Regions from separate parts of the Mus musculus genome. Here regions 1 and 3 are each linked to region 2. A link is a contact called in public Hi-C data. All regions are on one chromosome and are shown on one strand. Each heading gives the region's core, a stretch centred on a gene start, on an enhancer-like site or on the middle of the called end of the contact. The rest is flanking DNA. Distances are from core to core; before and after follow the strand shown.

Region 1 (4,080 bases), core at 1,268-3,767, 350 kb after region 2:
CTGTGTTTGTGTTTTGGCCCTTGCAGGTTTCTACCATATATTTTTGAGGCTTCTTCTCCTCTTTTGTAGAAAGTCCGAAGAAATCCAAGCCAGCCATCTCTTTCTTGCTGCTGCTATGGAGAATAGGACACGAGGGAAACTCAGGATGATGAGCAGCAGCTGCCCATTGGCTCACACAGGATGGTTTAAGCCTGTAGCCTGTGGCAAGACCCCAGTTAAAATGGATAAATGCAAAGGTCTGTCATCTTATCTAACAGAGATGTCTAGGTGCAGGGCTGACTCAGGGTGGCTGGGCCTGAGGATGGAGATGTGGCTGTCACTTGCTGGCCCCTCCTTCCTGTCCTCCTTCCCTTCTTCCCCTGGCCTTTCTTTCTGTATTGCTGCCCTCCCTCAACTTCCCATCAGTCTTCCTCCATTCTGTCCTGACTTCACCTCCCTCCAGTCTCTTCCTCCGTCCATCTCTCTTTTCCTGCTGCCTGTGATTCATTCTGACCTCCTTCTCCCTTCACCTCACCCCTCTTTTCCCTCTCCCATCTTTGCTCCTCCATCCCCTTTACCTCCTATTCCTACTCCTGCCTCCATTCCTCACCCCCCACCCCCGGCCTTCACCTTCCCACCTGTTCACCTGCTGTCCCGGCCACCCTTGCTCTCCCTGCTTGTGCTTCCTCTGTGGCTCTATTCCTCCTCTGTCTGTCTTCTCATTGCCCACCATCTCTTGGCTCATGCTAAGCTTGCTCTCTAGCACAGACCCTCCTCCCATGGTGGCTTCCCTGAAGCTCTAGATGTCCAGCTTCCCTGTCCAGCTCGGCCTTTTCCATGGAAAAGGACTTTTTGTCTTTTAGAATAGTTCTGTCCAAAAGACTCAGGATTAGCCTTCACACGGCCCAGTAGGGGACTGAAATATGCTGCAGGCCAGAAGCTGAAGAGGGGCAGGGGAATTTATTTGTTACTGTGTATATTTAAGTTTTGGAAAGACATCAGCTAGAGAAGGCAGTTGAGGTGCTGGACTCAGAAGAGAAAGGATTGGGTGCAGGGCCGGTACCCTTGCTGAGCCTATCGGGCCTACTGGTTGCCAGTGCTCGAATAATGACCCCAAATCTCGATAGAATAGAAGCTAATTTTTTCCTTCTCAGTTTTCCGTAGTTCAGTGTAGGTGAGGTCACTTCCCACAAAGTTTCTCTCAGTAGCCGAGTGTTCTCGGCTTATTTCTGGGAAAGAGTAGAAAACAGATCACTGATTACTCTCAGGTGGCATGCAGAACTTTTTGTGTACAGCCCCTTTAACCAGAACCCAGACTCTTGCTCCTAAGCTGCAGAGGATCATGGGAACTTTGTTGGTGGTCTGTATACAGGAAGAACTTGAACATGACTTGGGGAGGGCATGCCAGTTTTAGGGCTGAGGTCAGGTGGTGGGGATGCATAGTGGACAGCAAGCTGCTGGGACTAACCCAGTTCTCTCTGGGTATATCACACACACACACACACACACACACACACACACACACACACACTTTCCTCTGAAGCTTTTCCCATCATTCCTTTGGATCTAGCTGGTCCTGAAACTCTGCCTTTTTTTTTTTTTGAGAAGGTTTTTGGTATTCATACTTCCCGACAACATGGACTCGAAGCTTCAATCTCTTCATTTCATAGGCATAATGTTTAGGACAACAGCTTCCCTGAGTCTTCGTTTCTACCCTTTCTATACTGTGCAAGGAATGGTCATTAATGTGAACCCAATTTCAAAAGCACGCAAACCGCTTCACGATTGGGACATTTTCTACTTTTAGCTGTCATCTTAATTAGCAGTTCAGTGAGGCTCCACATGCTTGTGTTACATCTGGGTGTGGCCTGTGCCGCAGGTGCCCATTCTCCACCCACTCGTGTCTTGTAAGTTCAGAGATAAAAGAGAGTCCAGGATTCACCCATTCCAACATCTTATTTTTCCATAAGGAGGAACCAAGGCCCAGAGAGGCTGCATGTTCATGCAGAGTCACACTGCTGGTCAGTGGTAGAGCTGAGCACAGAGCCATGCCGTCTGCATCCACCCACGGCTCCACTCTCAGGTGCAGCCTTTCACCTTTCCCAGTGTTGTTATTTTGACAGATACAAACTTGCCAGCCAGACTCCATGTCTGCTCAGCTCTGCCACCCGCCTCATAGGCGAGTCTATCGTTTTCCAGAGGTTGCAGGTTCTCTCCCTCCTACCCACACACCTCCTGCCCTGACCAGCTCGTCATGAAGTGTAGAGGTTTTCCTGCGTTCCAGCCTCAGAGACTGTCCTATCTATAGAAGCCGTTGGTTGTGCAGAGCAGGCTGGTGCAGCTGAATGAGAGGCGATAAAGACATAGGTAATTGCTGTAGGGTAATACTGCTGCCAACAAGATGATTGAACTCCCACACAGAAGGTGAACAGATGGTATATTTATTGAAATTCATCGGCTGTGAGATGGAATCAGTTTAACTGACGGCTGGGTACCCTCCTTTCAGACGGAGGGAGGCTCAGGAAACAGCAAGCCTGCCACTAGGGGGCATGATGGTCTCAGGCCCAGAGCCCCTCTTGTCAGAGAGGAAGCCCAGGTTCTGGGTACACTGAAGAATCAATCACTTTAGTTGATTTCCTGATTGAGGCTAAAAAATCATCTCTGTGGCTAAGGAGGAAACCACTATGTTTTTAAAACTTAAAGTCATTTTCAAAGGGCATTTACATAAAATACTCCACTAAAATAACATGGTATCAAATCGATGAGGAGGCAGACTGTGGCTTGTTGGGAGGGGGTGGGTAGGGCAGAGGCTTGGCTAGAAGTAGCTTTGGGTTCAGTACTCTTTAATATCATTGCCCCAATTGGACCTAATAACCTACCTACCTACCCTCTCCCTCTCCCTCTCCCTCTCCCTCTCCCTCTCCCTCCCCCTCCCCTCCCCTCCCTTCCCCTCCTCTTTCCACAGTCTTGCCCTTTAGTCCAGACTAGTCTAAAGTTTACAATGTAGCACAAGGTGGCCTCAGACTCATTAGTCACACCTCCTTATCCTTCTGACTAGCTGGGAGAAGGCCCATGGCAACAGGCCAGGTCACCAATGACATCCCTATCCTATCAGCTGCCTCCCTCTTCAGCATCGCCTGTGTCGTGTAGCCCAGAATGGCAGACAGAACACTGGCTCTAGAAACCTCATTCTGAAAGTTGTAAGAAAAGTGTGTAAATCCACTGGGAAGCCCTGGGACAAACTAGGGGAACTGACACGGGAACGTGGGTTGATGGAAACCTGGTATGTCCCCTAGGACCTTGCATGCTTGTCACCTCTGTTGTCTTAGCTAATCTTAAGGCTCCTCCCCTGCTGGGGGAGACCCTCTGCTTTCCAGATTCATAATAAACAGAAGCATTGCTGGTAACCTGGTGATCCCTCACCTTCGTCACTTTGTGTGGGAACAATTTCTTACTTTTTTGAGTTTATAAACGTGCCCATTTGTATACTCTATAGTCTTGATTGAATTGTTTCTTGTGCAGGCAGGTTTTGTGTGGTACCTAAATATTCTCATGCCTAAAACAGGCCCATGGTCCTCTACTGTAGGGTTGTTTATAAAGATTAAATGGACACTTATTTATTTATTTATTATTAGATATTTTCTTTATATACATTTGAAATGCTATCCCAAAAGTTCCCTATACCCTCCCTCCACCTTGCTCCCTTACCCACCCACTCCTGCTTCTTGGCCCTGGCATTTCCCTGTACTGGGGCATATAAAGTTTGCAAGACCAAGGGGCCTCTCTTCCCAGTGGGAACTAGGCCATCTTCTGCTACATATGCAGCTAGAGATACGAGCTCTGGGGGTACTGGTTAGTTTATATTGTTGTTCCACCTATAGGGTTGCAGACCCTTTTAGCTCCTTGGGTACTTTCTCTAGTTTCTCTATTGGGGGCCCTGTGTTCCATCTTATAGATGACTGTGAGCATCCACTTCTGTATTTGCCAGGCACTGGCATAGCCTCATATGAGACATCTGTACCAGGGTCCCTATTCTAAGGAGGAATGAAATATCTACCCATTGGTCTTCCCTCTTCTTGATTTTCTTGTGTTTTGCAAATT
Region 2 (4,052 bases), core at 654-3,153:
ACAAATGAATAAATGAATGTTTTTAAAAATGCTTAAACCTTAAAGATGGTTAATATATATTATTAGTCCATTGCTGATAGTCTTTGATTGACAGCTCCCTAGCTCCTACCCTCAGCCCTGGCATCCATCCTTTGCTCCTGGGAGTTCTTTAGATTTGATTTTCTATGCCTGGTTTATTTCACTTAATCTTCTCCAGATCCATCTGTGTTGCCACACATGCCAGGGTTTCCTCCCGTCTTAAGGTTGAACGATGGCTCATTGTGTATCCACCCCACATTTTCTGGGTCCATCCATCCATATCTCTGTCCATCCAGCCATACGATGATAATGTTGCCGTGAACAGGGCGTGCAGTTCTCTTTTCAATCATCTTGCTTCTGACTTCAGACTTCTTGGATATAAACCGAGCTTGTGGAACTGTTGGTTGGATCATACGCATATTCCATTTTAACTTTTGAGGCGTCTCCATTTGGATTTGGGCGGTGGTTGACGGACTCACAGGCCCAGTGTCTGTGCACACGGATGGATGGGCCTTCTTTCCTTCCTGTGTTGCTGGAGCTCAATTCCTTTCATCCTTTTAATAGCAGCTCCAGCAGGGAAAAGCCACCTTGGGGTGGCTTCAGTTTGCATTTCTCTGATGGTTAGTGGCCATCATTTCTCTTAAATGTATCTATTGGCCACTTATACTTCTTGTTTTGAGAAATATCTATTTAGATCTTTTTCTTTGTTTTAGATTTTGGAGTTATTTATTTTCTTATCATCTGAGTTAAGTTGAAATGACCTGAGCTTTCAGCAAAGGGAAAACACTTAATGTACTAATTGAAGTGGGTGTTCTTCCAGATGTGATGGCTCAGACCTGGAGTCTCAGACAGGCTATGAGAGGTAGAGTCCAGGAGTTCCAGATCCACTAGGTCACTTAAAAAAATTCAAAAGTATTGGATATCAGACATTGTCATCAGCACCTAGCATGCATGACTAATGGCATGTTGTCGCTCCATAAGATAGACTCGGTTATTATCTTTGCTTTGTCTGTAGTTCAGAGAAACATGGAAATAATAAAACACTCCCTCACACCCAGCACTTTTAAGAAACCGTAGAACTAGAAGGTTCCAGGAAAGGATACAGTACTTACAAAGATGAGTGGTTTGTATCCATATCAAGTTCTGGCCAAGACAGCAAAGTGGCTCTCCATTCCCTACAAAGGCACCAGCCAGAAATGATGATAAAAATCTCATCAGGACAGTAGCTGAGTGGCGGAGTTGCTGGGTTGGTACACAGTTTTCAAATGCATGTTTTGTTTTGTTGTTTTAAACAACAGAGCTAGTGAGAATAAGGCATTTTTTAGCCAAGGAACACTTGGTTACAAGGGACCCGTGTCACAAATCTAGCACATGCTGTTGTCCTCGGTGCTTTGAAGCTGACTTTGCTTCCGGGTCCTTTCATCTTCATTGGGGCTGTCAGCCTATTGGCATTTATGGCCTGGAATGGAGGCCCACCGCCTTTCTTCCACAGGCTTCCCGCTTGAGTAAGAAGAGCTTTCAGCTGAGGCCAGGCAGAGAAAACTGAGCTTCAGAGAGGCAGATAGGTGGGGTAAGAGGCCAGCCAGAGGGAGAGGCTGGAGGAGGGAGAAAGGAGCAAAGACAGAAAGCAGCCTCCCAGGAAGGGGTTGGGGGAAGCAGCAAAGTCAATATTGGTCAGATGCCCCAGTCTTTGTTCAGAGACCCAGTTTATCTGAGCAGGCCTTCTGCTTCAAAAATACAGGACATCCTGTGTCCAAAACCTAGAAGAGGGCTGTACCGAGGTCCCTCCTCACTCCTTAGGAATTCAACTCTGTTTACCTCTGCTTCTCTAATGGCTGTAGACCACAGAGGCTCCCAGGGACAGGAAGGACAGGACCGGCCCCTTGCTGTAGGTTTCCTCAGAGCCTGGGCTGCTAGACTTCCTGGGTCAGTCCTGAAGATGGAGCTCGAGACAGGCCAGAGGGATCTGCTGCTCCTAGCTGGCGGAGGAGTAGCAGCAAAGCCCAGCCCCAATTGCAGAAGGCGAGATTGTTCAGAATCTGTGCACACAGGCACAGGACGCTCTCAGCAGACGCTAAGGATGTCAGGGAAGTGACTTGGTAACACAAGGGCAAGAGAGCGTTGCTTCCTCTGTATTTTCCTCTCCATTGTTGTCATATTAGTTATTAGTAAAGCAGAATATGTAGAGGTGAGAAAGGGGTTATTATTCCACCCCCCTTTGGGGCAGGTAATAACAAGGGAACCTTGAGTTAAAGTTTGGGCTCTGGCTTTCCTAGCACTTGGTGTCTTTAAGAAGTTCTTTATTTCCTAGTTTGCCTAGTTAGGCATCTCCAGTCCAAAAAGAAAGAAAGAAAGAGAGAGAGAGAGAGAGAGAGAGAGAGAGAGAGAGAGAGAGAGAGAGAGAGAGAGAGAGAGAGAAGAAAGAAAGAGAAAGAGGAAAGGAAAAGGAAAGGAAAGAAAAGAAAAGAAAAGAAAAGAAAAGAAAAGAAAAGAAAAGAAAAGAAAAGAAGAGAAAAGAAAAGACTGCCTTTCTCCCTAGTGAGTAAAGAGCCTCTAGAAGGAGTCCCTTGTGGGGAGGGAGCTGCATACACAGGGCAGGGGCAGATTAGCCACAGCCCACAGTCCACAATTTACTGAGCCAGTCCCAAGTGCATCCTGAGGTGCTACCATCAGCTGGATTGGGAAGGAGGCACACTCAGCTCCCATCATGCCATCATCTCCCTGTGCTCTGATACTCTGCCATCCTGGTCAAGGAGAAGAGACCCCCCAAGGCTACAGGCTAGGAGAGAAGAGGAGAAGACAAAGGAGATGATGGTCTGTCTGCAGAGGCCTCTGCTAGCATCAGTGTGCCTGGTTGATCATTGTTGGAGTCTGAATGTGTCCGTTCTGCAGGATGGGCAGGTGCAGAAGCTGGAAGTTCACTGAAGTGCACTCTGGATGCTTTACTCGTTCTTGCTGCCCCAGAAAGTGCACACTGCTATCTGATAAATACCTGTTGGGCAAAATGTCTTGCAGTACTCCAAACAATCCCAGAAGGTGAAGATGTTTGCATCCTCCTTGGAACAGTTTGCACAGCTGAGCTCCAGAGAGGTTAAACAATCTATCCTGGATCACACAGCAAGGGGCTACCTGAAAGTATGTGGCTTCTTGCCTGGGTTATGCCGTTCTATGCCATGCCTGTTACACTGTAGCAAGCAATCTCCCCTCTGTGCAGTATATACATCTGAAAAGAAAGGGGTTGTTAGAAAGAATTGTTCTTGTGTACCATATGTGTTTTCTGGCCTTTTCTGAAACACCCAAGGATATTTTCCTCTGCTCTCTCTGGAACTAGGTTTCTTCCTTTCCTTGAGCAATGACTACTTCTCATGCCATGTGGTCTGCTTCTGGGTCATTTGTTCTCGTTTGCCTTTGGCTCAGATGGAAATAGAAAACAAACTAGAACATGGCATTGGTGTTCTCCAGCTCTGTTTGCTTCCAACCTGTCAGCATGCTCCATCTTTCTCTCAGGCTGGTAGCTATGGACATAGGTCCACGGGTGAAATTCAGATGTCTGGACCAAGTTGTGTGAGCTTACTTCCTCAACCGACAATCCCTGGGGATGGTGTTCAGAGGACCATCTCCAGGCACAGGATTTGGGTTTCTGATCTCTTGGGCTACTGGGTCACATGGTCTTGATTATGAATGGGGTTGGGTGGGTGGGGGAGTCAGAAGGTGAAACTGTTTCTCTTCCCCCGTGTCTCGATTGGTCCACAGGCTACTAGGTGTGTCTAGAGTTAAAACCGTTGTCCTCGAGGTTGTTTAACTATAATTGGCTTGTTTACAGCTGTCACCACCCCTGACATTCTGGAGGGTAAGCAGCCCCTATACTTTTACATCTGGACAGATGTTTTGTGGCACCGGGTGTCATTTCCTTTGAAGTCCCCAGTCTTCACCAGGGTTAGCCTTAGTCATGTGTGCTCACAGTGACTGGTAGTGTTGGAGCTGGTGATTGCATAGTTACAGGTTGTTCACTACAGTAGGTCAAGTTGCCAATC
Region 3 (4,024 bases), core at 952-3,451, 400 kb after region 2:
TAAAGTGCATTTTTTTGAACTAGTATTTCATCATAGCTTCAAAAAGCAGTCACTGCTCATAATTGCTAGAATAATCCTAATGTTGATGACAGCCATGATTGGCAGTTACTTAGCTATGAGTGAGTTTTAGAAAAGCCAAGATGATCCTTTGCCTTAGGAGAAGACTCACTTCCTTCCCTTGCCAGTTCTGAAGGAAAGACCCTCGACAGCAAGGGAATGGCCCAGTCTTGAGATCCTGTCTATCAACTGTCAACTTAGACCTAGGCCAAGTCTTTGTTGTTCTTAGTTAAGATCACTATAGACTCTGCTGACATAGTCTCCAATGAGTAATTGTCATAAATGCTTTAGTTGGACAGGACATCCCCTCTTGCCTTTCGTAGGAAGAACAAATGATTGCTGCTTAAAGAACAGAAATCCACAAAAATGCCTTCAGATTTAGTTTGCTTTAGGCACCAGATTTCCCATGTACAATGTAGCTTTTGGGTCTCTTAAGTTCCAACTGGAAAAGAGAAGAATAGACCCTTCCTCTGGGGAAACATCAGAGAGCTACGTGTTCATGGTCAGGCATAGAAGAAGTCCTTTGTATCCATCTAACACATGCTGAGGGAATATTCACGTAGATAGCAGGGCACCAGCATGGCACCCAAATACCCTCCAAGGAATGTCCCTTCCAATGAAGAAGGCCTGTTTTAGTTTTCAACTTTTGCCTCTTCGGTTACTCTATACCCAATCCAACTCCAGAAAGGAAGGGTGGAGGGAAGAGACAGCGCACATCTGAGCTGACTCTTGTTTAGTTCATGTTCTATTGCTTAGCAAAGGAAAACAGAAGTAGTAAGGCAATGCTCCAACAGAGTAAGGGTTGTTGTAGCTTCTCTTTTCATGCTCTTTGGTTCTTAGGCCATACGCTACTGTTTTCTGAATGGTATGCTCTCCAGACTCTGTGATACACACAATAAATGATGGGAGGGAAGCAGGGTATGATGACTATTGAAGGCGTTCTCAAAGCAACAGACCTTTAACAATTACACACCTGCCCAGCTTGCCAGGTATTAAAGGCTTAAACCATGGTTGCTTGGAGGGGCTGGATACTCCCTTTTTAGAGCTGAATGGGAAGCAATCACATTAAGAGAGGAATTGGGGGTAGCATTTGACTAGCAGTGCCTTCCTGGGGAGGGATTAGATTAGAGGCCCCTGGGCTGAGACATGGATATGTAATCCCTCTGTCCAGGGACAGTGAGTTGAGCCCACTGACTTTGTTAAACTAGCAGATTCCCATAGGAGCAGAATGAGTTGGGGGCTGCTTTCAGTTAAAATCAGGCTCCATATATAGACACTCAATGGGTTTTATCTTGAAAAGTTAGCTCGAGTTTAGGAGTGACAGTAAAAACCATACTTGGCAGGGGATGGATTTTGTGTAGCATTCAGAAGGATGAACATATGGGGCAGAGGGAGCAAGGGACAGAGAGATTCTAAAGGCAATTTTGTGTTAATTCATAAGGAATAGAATAAGGTTTTGAACAGAGGTCTCAACGATGCTCAAAACTTTGTTGTAGAAACCTGGAAAGGTTTTTGCATCATTTTCTTCTCTGAGCCCTGTGAGTTGCATGATCTCTTTCAAGCACCAATTGCCAGTCTGTTTTAGGATTGGGAGATATACATATTTAGTCAACGAGACAGCAAGTACTTCTCTGATATACATCTGTAGTTCAAAGTGTGCAGCTGTGTAGGTCGTCTAGGCTGCTGTAACAAATCCCATTGACTGGGAGGTGTAAAAAGCAGCTGTTCTGCAGGGAGGAGTCTGAGATCAAGAGCGGCTCTCCTTCCTCCTTAGTGTCATAGGTGGTCCTCTGCCTTTGTCTTTACAGGGCCTCTCTTCCCACCATGTGCATGCTCGTGGCTGGGTTTCTTCTTGTTATAACGACAGCAGTTGTGTTGGATGTGGCTCCATTCTTAAGAACTCAGTTTATATTATATCTCAGCAGATGGCATGTCTAAATATGGCTACGATCTGAAGTACTGGGGGTTAGGATTCCCACGTCTGAACTGGGGAGGGGGCAGGGCAGAGTCTGGGTTGTAACATCCTCAAAAGGGACAAAAGTGAAGAGAGGACTAGAAGCCAGGTCCTCCTTCCCTCAGCCCTCCTGCCAGACCCCTGCATGTCCTAGCTCATCCCTGTCCCCAGCCATGAAATGAGTCACCTCCGAAGAGAAAGTTCCAGGAGCCAGCTTCCTGTCATTTCTTTTCTAGGAGAATTTGGGCTGATGTCATCTGGGGGCTTTTCAGCTCCCAATCTTAGAATTAGCAGCCTTTCTCTCTTTCTTTAAAAAAAAAAAAAAAAAAAACTCTCTGGCAATGCTAGTTCCTTACCATATTTATTGCAGTCATCTGCTTATGCGCAATGGCAATTTTTATCTCGATGGGAGGAAATCTCAGGCTGAGAGCATACATAATAAACAGATGCATCGAATCACAGCCGTGTAGTTTTTGTAGTTGTTGTCAGGGTCAGCAAATATTTTTTAAGTTAACTTTGACCTTTGAGGGGGTTGTCCCTTTGATTTCTTTGTCTTTTTTTTCCCCTCCCCTATTTTCATCTGTTGGCTCAAATTGGTGTCCACGGTCCTCAATGTCATTCAATATTCTTGTCTTCCTCTTCAGACTTCAGATCAAAATGGTTGTGCTTGTGGTTGCTAAAAATCTATTACATCCTCTCCTCAGAAAAAAATTCCATGACAAGTGGCGGGCTAGCAGAGTGATTAAATGGGGGGCTCAAGCTAGACCGCTAGGGCCAAATCCTGCCTCTGACATGGACTGACTACCTTGTGATTGGGAGTGTCTCCCTCATTTTCCAGAGCTCAGTTTTGTCTCATCTGTTAAGTGATGATAATAATAATTTCAATTTCACGGGACCATTGTTAGACTTAAATGAGCGTAAAGGACCTGGCACATAGCAAATGCCAAGTAAGTGCAAAATATAATAATTATGACTCTGCCTGCCTTTGTTCTGCCGAGCTTCCCTGGAGATTCTATTCCTGCTTGGCTCATTCTCTGTTTCTCCCCTACTGGGCTTTCCATTCGTAAGCCATGCAGGGGTAGGCAGGCTTCCCTGGACTCATCATTAGACCAGCTGTCCTCAGCTCTGACTGAGACCCAGGGAGATTGACAAGGTTTGTAAGTTTTATTTGACGTCGGGTGGGGCGACACATCTGCCTGCACACAGACAGGCTTCTCCTTCCTGGTTACTGGATTGACCATATACTGACCCACTCTCATGCCGTTGACTGTCATTTTGGAGGCAGGAAGTATAATTCTCAGGAAGCTGGCTGGGTTTGAGTTGCATATTTCCACATCATCTTAGTCAGGAATGGGAGGGTGTCTGCCATTCTGACATTATTGAACAGGTTCCTGATCATAGTTGCATTGTGCAAATATAAATAGCTCTCCTTGTACCTGTGGCCTGCTTTGGGCTGGCACCTGCTAAAGAACTCCCCAGTCTTAGTGACCCATAGTGAGATACCATCATCATAAGACCTCCAAGGGCTTCGAGAGTCATAGTTCTATGGAGGCACCATCTCTTATGGAGATTTGTAGTAATTTAGACTCCCACCTTGGCCCTCAGTCTTAAGACTCGTCTTTACCTTGAAGAATGGTACCTACTGTTTTTGTCATCTTCATTTGCAATTCTCCCATTCTTTCTTATAATCTGGGGCTCCCATAAGTCCAAGTTGCTTGTGGGAAGATCTCAGTTCACTTGTTTAGCACCTCTCACCGGGCTCTCCATTGCCTGAGGCTGTGACTTCTAAGGCCATTTTCCCTTTAATTGGTCAGTACCAAACAGAATCTCTCTTCTTTTCACTCTTGTGGGTCCTTTACTACTGCCTTCTTGCCCCATCTCTTGACCCATGTGTAAACTCCCTCATCATCTCCCAAGTACACATTTTGCTCCTTCCACACATCAAGTTCCCATGTCTCTACTTCAGTGACTTAAGGGGTAACCTGAACTTCAAGTTTGTGGATAATTGGAATG

Evidence for each region. Hi-C and Micro-C count contacts between places; a contact is called where the count stands out from the background.
Region 1: a Hi-C map of cortical neurons shows a contact between it and region 2. The contact joins two enhancer-like sites. A contact is called at or near these places in 2 of 484 Hi-C or Micro-C datasets (cortical neurons and muscle stem cells) and 1 of 9 other capture datasets (embryonic stem cells).
Region 3: a contact with region 2 is called in a Hi-C map of cerebral cortex, with 4 times the contacts expected there. The contact joins two enhancer-like sites. A contact is called at or near these places in 1 of 484 Hi-C or Micro-C datasets (cerebral cortex), 1 of 115 datasets of contacts at active chromatin or transcription factors (T-cell acute lymphoblastic leukemia) and 1 of 9 other capture datasets (embryonic stem cells).

The regions. Positions count from the first base shown.
Region 1 is chr12:74,053,339-74,057,418 of GRCm38.p6, forward strand. The region is part of intron 1 of Syt16 (synaptotagmin XVI); the gene reads left to right. Among named protein-coding and RNA genes, the nearest start is that of Syt16, 58 kb to the left of the region's middle. Within about 2 kb of position 2,518, at least 18 of the 459 cell types and tissues checked have an H3K27ac peak or open chromatin away from gene starts, as enhancers often do. A contact at or near this core is called in cortical neurons, where this site is marked.
Region 2 is chr12:73,707,133-73,711,184 of GRCm38.p6, forward strand. All of the region lies in intron 9 of Prkch (protein kinase C, eta), which reads left to right. Among named protein-coding and RNA genes, the nearest start is that of Gm34189, 73 kb to the right of the region's middle. Within about 2 kb of position 1,904, at least 63 of the 459 cell types and tissues checked have an H3K27ac peak or open chromatin away from gene starts, as enhancers often do. A contact at or near this core is called in cerebral cortex and cortical neurons, where this site is marked.
Region 3 is chr12:74,106,765-74,110,788 of GRCm38.p6, forward strand. All of the region lies in intron 1 of Syt16 (synaptotagmin XVI), which reads left to right. Among named protein-coding and RNA genes, the nearest start is that of Gm40889, 32 kb to the right of the region's middle. Within about 2 kb of position 2,202, at least 24 of the 459 cell types and tissues checked have an H3K27ac peak or open chromatin away from gene starts, as enhancers often do. A contact at or near this core is called in cerebral cortex, where this site is marked.